Regions from separate parts of the Arachis hypogaea genome. Here region 1 is linked to region 2. The links are chromatin contacts, called in public Hi-C maps. All regions are on one chromosome and are shown on one strand. Each heading gives the region's core, a stretch centred on a gene start, on an enhancer-like site or on the middle of the called end of the contact. The rest is flanking DNA. Distances are from core to core; before and after follow the strand shown. Region 1 holds the start of LOC112766690 (endoplasmin homolog). Region 2 holds the start of LOC112764742.

Region 1 (5,391 bases), core at 2,869-5,368, 340 kb before region 2:
TAGTTCCTTGGCTTTGGCGTCCTTTCCAATTTTCAGACCTTCCTTGGACACATTTTGGAATTTTTTGTCTTCATAATCCATAAGATATTGCATCAAGTATTCATCAACTGGATCAGTGAAGTAAATAACCTGCACCAGTTTAAAATACAAACATTTAGAAGATACATCTTAGCTCCCACTGGAGAAAGTTTATGGAGTGTAAGAAACAGAAAACAAGTATATTCAGCGAGAAAATCATACCTCGTAATTTTTCTTCCTAAGCCGCTCAAGGAAAGGAGATTTTTCCAGTTGTTCTTTGTTAGTTCCAGTTATGTAGAAGATATCCTTTTGTCCAGATTTCATTCTGGAGATGTACTGATCAAGAGACGTCAATTTACCTTCAGACTTTGAGCTGTAAGTAATCAGGTATACAATATTTTGTCAACTAATGAAAGGAGGGAAATAACACTGCAGCAAATAAATAAAAAAATGCAAGGAATCAAGTAACATACGTCTCAACTCTCAGCAGTTTTGCCAGACGGTTTCTGTTAGTAGCATCTTCAATGATGCCAAGTTTGATGGACTTTCCAAACTCATTCCAGAACTTAGCATATTGACCTCTTTTCTCATCATTGTCAGATGATACCTCTTCTGCATAAAGTTGGAGGAAGCAGAGTCAAATTTAAGGGCTTATGGGTTCAAGTATACCGCTTAGAAATACAATGGAAAACATAATATATGAAAGACAAAATTTATGCATGACGCAACATGCTGAAAGCATGGAGGATCTGAACCACCATTGCATGAAACACATGGAGACCAACTAAGTATTGGCACTCCAAGCACACAACGCCAATATATTTAGTAAAACCTACCTTTCTTATCTTTGTCAGTGGACTCATCTGGATCCTCATCAGCAATCCTACGGATCATATCAAGGGCTTTCCTGATAAGTTTCTTCTTGATTGTCCTCAGGCTACTGTGTTGTTGAAGCATTTCACGGGAGACATTAAGTGGCAACGTGTCAGAATCAACAAGGCCCTGTTCTCAATGTCAAAAGGACATCTCAGAAAAAAAATATTCTGATCGCGTTAAAACAAACTAAATTGCAATAACAGCATAACCTGGTTACCTTCAAGAAGCTGAGGTATTTAGGCAACAGTTCATCAAATTCATCTGAAATAAATACTCGTCTAACATACAACTTCAGATTGGATTTGTTAGAGTTGTAATAACTCTCATATAAATCATGAGGGGCTTTAGGTGGCACAAAAAGCACTGCCTTGAACTCAACATCGCCTTCAGCATTGAAGTGACTCCATGCTAAAGGTTTCTCATCACCGAAATCCTGCAGGAAATATGAACAGTTAAACCCACAACTATGAACATTAACAAGTTAATGTTCAGGATGAATTGAACGTCTAGGGAATGCCCTCACAATGTCCAGTGAATAATTAAGATGGAAACATTACCTTGGCAAGAGTATGGTAGAATTTGGTGTACTCTTCTTCTGAAACCTCCTTTGGATTTCGCAGCCATATAGCTTTCACATCATTTAGAAGTTCCCATTCATAAGTCGTTTCCTTCACTGTCTTTGTCTTGGGCTTCTCTTCGTCATCTTCACTTTTCTCAGCATCATCATCTTTATTTTCTTCCTCAGAGCTGCTTTCAGCTGATCAAAGAGTAAACTAAGGTATGAGAGATAGCAAAATTTGTGATAGTATTATACAATGGAGAAAAGTTAACGATGAAAAAACAAATCAGTATCTTGCAATGTTACAAATGGTAAACACATACATGATTCATCATCTTCATCAGCAGGGACCTCCACATCAACCTCTTTGCTTGCCCAGAGATAAATAGGGAAGTTAATAAATTCAGAGTATTTTTTTACCAATTCCTGTGTCAATCAATAGGTAGTGAATTAGATTCCACAATGCACTATGAATGAATTCCAAGCAACACAAAATGAAGCAACAAAAGAACACCAAAAAATTGTATATATGTTAATACAAGATAAAGATGAAACACTTAGTAGGAAAATAAAGAGGCGCCCACTTAAAAGTTTGGCAACAGCTCTGAATAAAAAAGGTACAGTACTTGTAACCATGAAACAAAAACTGCCCTGAGAATACACCTCTATACACATCTATAATCGTTAGCAAAGAAAATACGCAGTATATGCTTCCTGTAAGTGTGCAGTACACACTTGCAATTTAGATTAATATAACAAAAGCCCATGGTGCAGTCCTAAGCAGTATAGTTTCATGTTGTTAATTCTATTATAAAACAAGAATTTTTTTATTTTTCATGCTTGGTCTGTGTAAAAGAATTTTACACAAACAACTAACAGTGTATTGTCATATTAGCAAAAAATTTTTAATTTCCAAATCTGCTACTTAAAAAATAATCTAAATGCATGAATCTAATTAGATAAATGTCAGGATATCAAAATTAAACTCTACAAAACAATACTAAAAGTTAGGTTCATACCTTAAGCTTATGCTCCTCCAAGTACTCCCCAGCTTCATCTCTGAGGTGTAGCCTAATCTCAGTACCACGTCCCAGTGGTTCATTCCATGTATCTTCAGAAATCGCAAATGCTCCATCAGCTTTAGATTCCCACACATGCCTGGGTTTTTAAGAAGAAAAAGGAAGGTAAGATTCCATGGACAACAGTCTAACAAACTATCAATAAAAAAGCAATATCAGGTGTGAAAATTAGACATACTGTTTATCGTCATTATGTTTGCTAATTACTTCAACATAGTCAGCCACAAGGTACACAGAGTAGAAACCAACTCCAAACTGCCCAATAAGATTGAGATCACCACTTGATTGCATTTTCTCAAGAAACGCTGCATGTATGGATAGTTTTCAGTTAATGTATTTGCTCCTTAGAAATGGGAATTCTGTCAGTTAAGGCCATAAGCCATAAGCTATATCATATATACCTGAGGTTCCAGATTTTGCTATGGTCCCCAAATTCTTTATTAAATCCTCCTTTGTCATACCAATACCCCTGTCTCGGATGGAAAGGATTTTCTTCTCCTTGTCCAACTTAATCTGTCATTTCACCACAAGCAGTAAAATGTCTAAGTAACAAACATATAAATAAACCATGTAAACGACAGTTGTGCTAATATATTCATTACTTAGACATAATGTCAAACATTTGTAGTGCTAACCTGGATTTCGAGCTTGGCAGTATCACCTTCCCCCAGAATCTCCTTATCGGTGAGAGAGAGAAACCTAATCTTGTCCAGCGCCTAAAATAATACGACGGGGAGCTTTCATCATCAACAGAAAATTGAAGTCTAAGATTATCGAAACGCATTGCATAAGAGGAAATGTGCTTACGTCAGAAGCATTAGAGATCAACTCCCTGAGGAAAATATCCTTGTTGCTGTAGAGAGAGTTGATGAGAATATCCATAAGCCGAGAAACTTCGGCCTGGAACTCAAACTTCTGCGCGTTGTTGCGAAGAGATCTCTTCGAGATCGACTCCGCCTCCCTAAGAATCACACAAACACACATTTTCAATCACCAAATAATGGGTTAACCAAAAACAAAAGCAAAAATAATATTAACAGAATTGAAGAAAACAAAATTATAATATGAAGCACCTCTTGGCGACATCTGAATCTGTGGAAAGACCGTTAGGAACGGCACCGATCTTGTCCTCAACCTTAGGTGGATCTACAAGCTCGTCAGAATCAGCTTCGGCATTTGCCTGAAGCTTGCGACCTATCCAAACATCGTAAATCAGATTCAAATTTAGAAATGCTAAGAAGTAGAAGAGCTAGCTAGCTGGTACGGAACGATTAGCAACAACAGAGAGCAGAAAAGAAGAAGATGAAGAAGTGCAATGAATGAAGATGGCTCGCCTTGATCTGCAAATAGGAGGAGGAGAGAAAGGAGAAGAAGAGCGGAAGGGAGCGTCCACTTCCTCATCGTAGTAGCTAGCTTTGTTTCTAGTACCTTCTTCGGCTTTGCACACTTCTACCAGTGCAGTCACTCTTCTCAGGTTCGTTATATACTTGGGTTTTGCATTGCTACCGTGATCGTTACGAGGACTTGTGACACGAGGCTCTGACTCGCTCCATTTTGCCACCGTGGATGATCTGACGGTTGAAGATGTGGTCTCGAAACGTGGCTTGGTTTTATTGGCTTATTCTGTTTCCCTTGACGTGGAGAACGTCAATGTTGTGGACGACCCTACGGAACGACTTGTAATTCCAAGTCTACGATCAATTTGATTGGCAATGCCACTGCCTCTTGTGAAACGTGGCACCAAGTTATTGGTTCGAGGTTCCAGTTTTTCTGTATACGTGGCAATTTCTGGTGGCCTTAGATCTGCATGGATTTCACTAACATTATTTTTCTCCATTATTTTAACTAGTGTAATAATTCGTATCATGTATAAAAAAATTTATGTATATATAATTATAAATTAATTGAAACAAATTTAAAAATAACGGTTGATAACTATAAACATAGAGAATATTTTGGAAAGTGAATAAAAGATATATAATAATAATTTAATATAATTAAAAGTTATAATTAATAATATTATATATACGTATGGTTGTTAAATGTTTATATATAATGGGAAGTAATTAATTTATGTAGTTAAAAGAAAGTTTTTAAATGATAATAAAAAATAAATTTGTTTATGTATATATATTTTTATAATGTTCTAAACCAATATGTGAATTGAATAATAAGAAATAAATGGTTAATCTGATATAATTTTATTAATGATATAATTCAGCAATAAAATAAGATATAAATTTAAGATATATTTTAGAAGATTTTTTTGTACACAATATTTATTGTTGTTGAAGTAGATATATATGTGTTATTTTGAATCAATACTCTTAAATCTATCTTAAATTTAACCTTTGATAAAATAATATATAGTTATTCGTGTGTAAAAATTGGTTTGGGTAAATACAACCTAATTGTGTTGAGAGTCTGTCTTTATGACTTGTTAATGGTCATTGCAAATGAGATGAGCAATGAAAATTGCCTTCTTTGGAATCTGAAAGATAACGTTGGATTATTAGGAATCATGTTCATGCGAAGTATTAGAACAACATCTTCTACTTTATCCCCAGTCAAAATAACACACTATATTACATGATTACCTAATCTCCTTACCTGTAATCTTGTACCATTGCAAAATCCATTAAATTAGTCAATATTTTTTAGTAACATAACAGGAACACCTACTTTTAATATAAGTTCATGAGGTGATAACTCTAAGCAGTTAATGGCATTTAGTACGTTAAGAGTAAATGTATTAAGTTCTGACTCCATGCTACCTTTTTCAACGCACATGGAGTCAGAACTCAAATAAACTTTCTCGTCGGATTCAATATACTTTATTATATAATTATTTACCCCGTG
Region 2 (5,456 bases), core at 2,088-4,587:
TGATGACGCAAACTGGCGTTCAAACGCCAACTTCCTACCCTATTCTGGAGTTAAATGCCAGAAACAGGTTGCAAATCAGAGTTAAATGCCAGAAACAGGCTACAACCTGGCGTTTAACTCCAAAAAGAGTCTCTACACATGAAAGCTCAATGCTTTGCCCAAGCACACACCAAGTGGGCCCGGAAGTGGATTTCTATATCATTTACTTATCTTATGCAACCCTAGCCACTAGTTTAGTATAAAAACTACTTTTAGTGATTTATTTTACATCTCTGGTTAATCTTTTGGATAATTTTATGTTCAGAGATCATGTTTAGGGGGCTGGCCATTCGGCCAAGCCTGGACCTTCATCACTTATGTATTTTCAACGGTAGAGTTTCTACACCCCATAGATTAAGGTGTGGAGCTCTGCTGTTCCTCATGAATTAATGCAAAGTACTATTGTTTTCTTATTCAATTCAAGCTTATTCCTATTCTAAGATATTCGCTTGCACTTCACCATGATGAATATGATGATCCGTGACACTCATCACTATTCTCAACCTATGAACGCGTGCCTGACAACCACTTCCGTTCTACCTTGGATTGAGCGTTTATCTCTTAGCCTCCATTCCAAAAGATCGGAGTCTTCGTGGTATAGGCTAGAATTATTGGTGGCCATTCTTGAGATCCGAAAAGTATAAACCTTGTCTATGGTATTCTGAGTAGGATTTGGGATGGGATGACTGTGACGAGCTTCAAACTCGCGAGTGTTGGGCATAGTGACAGATGCAAAAGGATCAATGGATCCTATTCCAACATGATCGAGAACCGACAGATGATTAGCCGTGCGGTGACAGCGCATTTGGACCATTTTCACTGAGAGGACGGGAAGTAGCCATTGACAACGGTGATGCCCAACATACAGCTTGCCATAGAAAGGAGTATGAATGATTGAATGGAAGCAGTAGGAAAGCAGAGATTCAGAAGGAGCAAAGCATCTCCATACGCTTATCTGAAATTCTCACCAATGAATTACATAAGTATTTCTATCTTTACTTTATATTTTATTTATATCTTAATTATCAAATCTCCATAACCATTTGAATCTGCCTGACTGAGATTTACAAGATGACCATAGCTTGCTTCAAGCCAACAATCTCCGTGGGATCGACCCTTACTCATGTAAGGTTTATTACTTGGACGACCCAGTGCACTTGCTGGTTAGTTGTATCGGAATTGTGAAAAAGAATTTGAGATTATGAACGTGCGTACTGAGTTTTTGGCGCTGTTGCTGGGAATGAACAATCACGATTTCATGCACCACCATTCTAAAAGAATATGGAGTACCAAAACAGCAAAAGTATAAAACAATAGCAATCCTAAATTCCCTAATTCCTATTCCCTATTCAGCAAGACAGCAACCTTAAAGGCTTAAATAGTTAAATTCACAGCAATCTTAAATAGTTACATTATTCACAGCAATCTTAAATATTCACAGCACAAGCATATTCATAACAGAACAACATTAGATTAACATTATTCATATTCAACAAGCATATTCAACACCTCGGTTTCAAGAATTAGTCAACAAGCATATTCATCCCAGAACAAATCAACAAAACAACAAATTTTCACGTTTTCAATAAGCATATTCAACATAGAACAAATCAACAAAACAACATAATTCATATTTCATAGATTCAAGCTTTCAACAAGCATATTCATCCCAGAAATTTTAAGTTTTCAACACAGAATAGAATAACATAGGAGATTGCAGTTTAAGGTTACTAGAGAACAGAGGGGAAGTGCAGAACAACATTATTCATAAGTCATAACACTGTAACAGCAAGAAATGCAGAATAGACTACAGAGGAGAACTGGAGCTAACCTGTTTGACACAGCAGAAGAGCGAGGCAACGGCGAGGTCAACGATGCAGCAACGGCGATAACGACGGCGCGGCAACGGCGACGGCGATGAGAGACAGACGCGGGTCTGTCCTGTTCCTACTTCCTTAGTTCCTTCAAACTTCGGAGTTCAGACCGGCGGAGAGACGAAGAAGACGACCGCGGGCGGCTGGCGGCTGGCAGCTGGCGGCGGTGGCTGGGTGAGTGACACTGTGACAGAGTGGGGTGAGGTGGTGGCGAAGAGGGTTAGCCGTTAGGGGATTAGGGTTGGGGGGAAAAGTGGAAAGTGGAACCTGGGAGTGGGGTTTGGGGGGTAGTGCGTATACGACGAGACTTTTTTTTTTAACCAAAACGACGTCGTTTTGGAAAATGAATAATAAAAAAAAAAGCGCTTCCGAACCGGTCGGTTAACTAGAAATCGCCGGTTTTCCGATTTTTATCAAAATCGGCCTGTTCAATCCGGTTCTTAACGGTTCTCTTCCTTATCCAATCATATCACTCAACCGGACTGGTTAGGAATCCGGTTCACCGGTTTTTTGGTCGAACCGGCCGGTCCGGTCCGATTTTTATAACTATGTCTGTTATACCTCGGCTCAGAAAAACAGGTCAAGCTTGGGGGCTATGATCCGTTACTCAACCCTGGCCTACAACCGCTATAACCTCGGAACCTGGTATAGCTGGCAGATATACTCTCCCCAACGACCTCCCCACTCAGGCCAGTATCATCCCAACAAATCCAAATGATAACAAACCTCAGACCCCGTCAAACCTGCAACAAAGATATGAATAACTGATCCATATAACAAACCACTCAAACAACTCACTATAAAGACTAATGAACTACTGATCTGAAGGTACGCTATTCACTCTGAATATCATCTCTATTACTCATACTCTTACTTACTTGAGCGTTGGAGTCCCTTTATAGGTATCCAACGCCGCCTCCCCACAAAAAACAATGTTCCACTCCCCTTACTCCAAAAAAAACCAGTTCAAATATCATAAGAACGAGCTATACCTCAAAATCTATTTTCACTCATGAATATATTAAAATATAAAAATATATTAAAAATAAATTAAATAATAAATATAATAAATATATAATAATTAACTTTAATAACTATTTTTGTTTGAGAATTATATGAGATTGTCAATTGTGACGCCTAGGAGATATAAAGGTGAAGCCCTTAAATAATGTCACGTCCACGGTAACGTTTTTAGTTTGTGGGTATTTTTGACATTTTGGATAACCGTCAAGGTAATTAATAACTTAATCATAAATGAGTAAGAAGAGCACCAAGAGGGTGGAAATTGGTAAAGATGGTTAAAGATAGGGAAAGCAAACTCATAAGCGACACGTAAGAAGAAATGGAACGACAGACACGTGGAGGGAGATGATTGGTGTTTGAAAAAATCGGCGGGTGGACGACAAGGTAGTGGATCCATTTCACTTTCCTTTTTTTGTTATATTCAATTATTCATTGCAATTCCTAAGAGTTAGAGAGTCACAAAAGCAACGGAATGTGTCTAAGCTAAGCAAGCCAGTAGTTAAAGTCATCTATCTTTTGATGGCGGTATGTGATCTAGTTGTGAGCAACCTGACGATCATCTATGTAGCAGTGATCGCGTGCGTTAAGGCATACGGGCTTATTGTGTGTGGTCAAAGCTTCGGCGGTGGCTTTGTGGTGATTGTGTCCACCACCGTAGTCGCTTTGATCCTTGTGGCCACACTCACTTGGGACGTGTCGCGTAAAGCCACGTGTCCTTTCAGCCGCCGTCATGCTCAGAGCCTAATTAACCACCATGACCATGAGATGTGCAAGGGAGGCATATGCTGGCACGGCGTCGCGGTTAGATCCCCAGCTTCTCACATCCGTTTCAGACTCCCCCAGCAGATTCCTTACGCCGCTTTCTAATACTTCAGTTTCCAAAATTCATAATACTAGTAAAGGTACAGAGAGAGACCAACATATATAAATGTATATCGTTGCTGTTACTACAAGATTTCCGCTTGGATTTTGTTATTATTATTATTATTATTTTGGGTTAGGTATTATATATATGCGGCAGCTTTACCCAATGTTTGGTGTTTGTTCATATTAATTTAGAGTATATATACTTATATACTAATAGCTTTGTGTAAAATGTTGATCGGAGATAGATAGATGGAATTTCATGTGAATAAATAAGAATTTCCATTTTGTTTGGTACCAATGCACAGTGAATTTCAGTTTTGATCTTCAATTTAAAGTCTCTTGGCATTATTTGCTGCGTGATACAGTGAAGGATGTTATAATTAAGAGTGATATGAATGTGGTGCCTGTTGGATGGAGGAGGAGGGAGCAGAGTGGGTAGAGTCATTGGTTGGCGGAGGTGAAAGGTGTGATCACTTCTTCTTGGTAATATACATGTGGGTTTTTGGTAATTGCTCTTCACTCTATTGGCCGAGTAAACTTTGTTTTCTCACGACGAACATTGTGTACAACTTGATTTTATTTATTTATTAATATTTTCACTACGGACATGTTAATATTATTATTGCTTGTCGGAGTGATGGGAAAATGAAATCTACACCTGGCTGGCTAGAGGAGTGAAGGGGGACCATGCTGGTTGAATATATCTAGCGCTTTTCGTATAATATCTCGTTCCTTAAGTAGCCAGCGAGTACACTATAGTCAGTGTATTATATTAGATATTGTGTATAACATTATAAGTGGGTTATTATGTTGTTTTTTATTTTAGTGATGCATCTTATTTTAACTTATTATTCTATTCTGTTCAATAACTTTTATCCAAAAAAATGAAAAATATTTAACAAGTGATGTACGAATTAATAGTTGCGAACAAGTCAAATAAACAATATTAACAATGCTTTTAAGTTTTAACGCTACTGTGTTGAGAATCAGACTGGCAACTAAACCAAAATGCCATATTGACCCACAAAATGTGAAGACACACGGCAACGATGCGGGAAGTAACAACAAAAAAGGCTCCACATAATTAGATAGATGGGATCATATGTAAGCAAAGAAAATTCCTATCAGGAATTTCGTCGGTGACTTCTTTCTGTTTCTATTTCTTCAATCTAACTATATATAATTACATAGTACCCATGCACCGAAGTACCATTCTGATGGTGAGAAACATGATACTGTGCCAATAATTTTCTGACATATTAATAGTTTTCAATAGTGATAATATCAGAAATCAGAAGCTACTTTCATGGAGGTCAAGAATGCTTTTAGCCAAATGGATGCGAGTTCCAACTAATATTTGTAATTGAAACCATACATTGGGTCAGTATTGCACATGTCTACGAAAACATGAATAGATGTACTCTTTTATACACCTAACGTTCAAGGTTCAATGTTAGACTGTGAGTGCTGAAATGACAATCATAATATTCAAATACCAGGGAAAAACATCAGAACATTCATTTTTTCTTTTCTTTTGTCACTCCATTCTTCTTTTTTTTTTTTTTTTTTTTTTTGACACACACTTTAGTCCCTCTCTCGGGGCAGCTTTTTACAGTATTAGTCAAAGGCTTAATTGTGGGAAAGAGCCCAAAA

Evidence for each region. Hi-C and Micro-C count contacts between places; a contact is called where the count stands out from the background.
Region 1: a Hi-C map of leaf shows a contact between it and region 2, with 6 times the contacts expected there. The contact joins the promoter of LOC112766690 here to the promoter of LOC112764742 in region 2. A contact is called at or near these places in 3 of 8 Hi-C or Micro-C datasets (all in leaf).

The regions. Positions count from the first base shown.
Region 1 is chr17:108,757,593-108,762,983 of arahy.Tifrunner.gnm2.J5K5, reverse strand. LOC112766690 (endoplasmin homolog) reads right to left here and starts at 4,118. Exons shown (of 15, transcript XM_025812588.3): 1 at 3,867-4,118; 2 at 3,606-3,726; 3 at 3,340-3,493; 4 at 3,168-3,248; 5 at 2,934-3,045; 6 at 2,711-2,837; 7 at 2,473-2,611; 8 at 1,777-1,879; 9 at 1,452-1,651; 10 at 1,112-1,327; 11 at 855-1,020; 12 at 492-630; 13 at 241-391; 14 at 1-129. The coding sequence starts at 3,933.
Region 2 is chr17:108,418,450-108,423,905 of arahy.Tifrunner.gnm2.J5K5, reverse strand. It overlaps LOC112764742, which reads left to right and starts at 3,337. Exons shown (of 1, transcript XM_025810504.3): 1 at 3,337-4,101. The coding sequence starts at 3,456. The coding sequence ends at 3,803. It overlaps LOC112764740, which reads right to left. Exons shown (of 21, transcript XM_025810502.3): 21 at 5,127-5,456.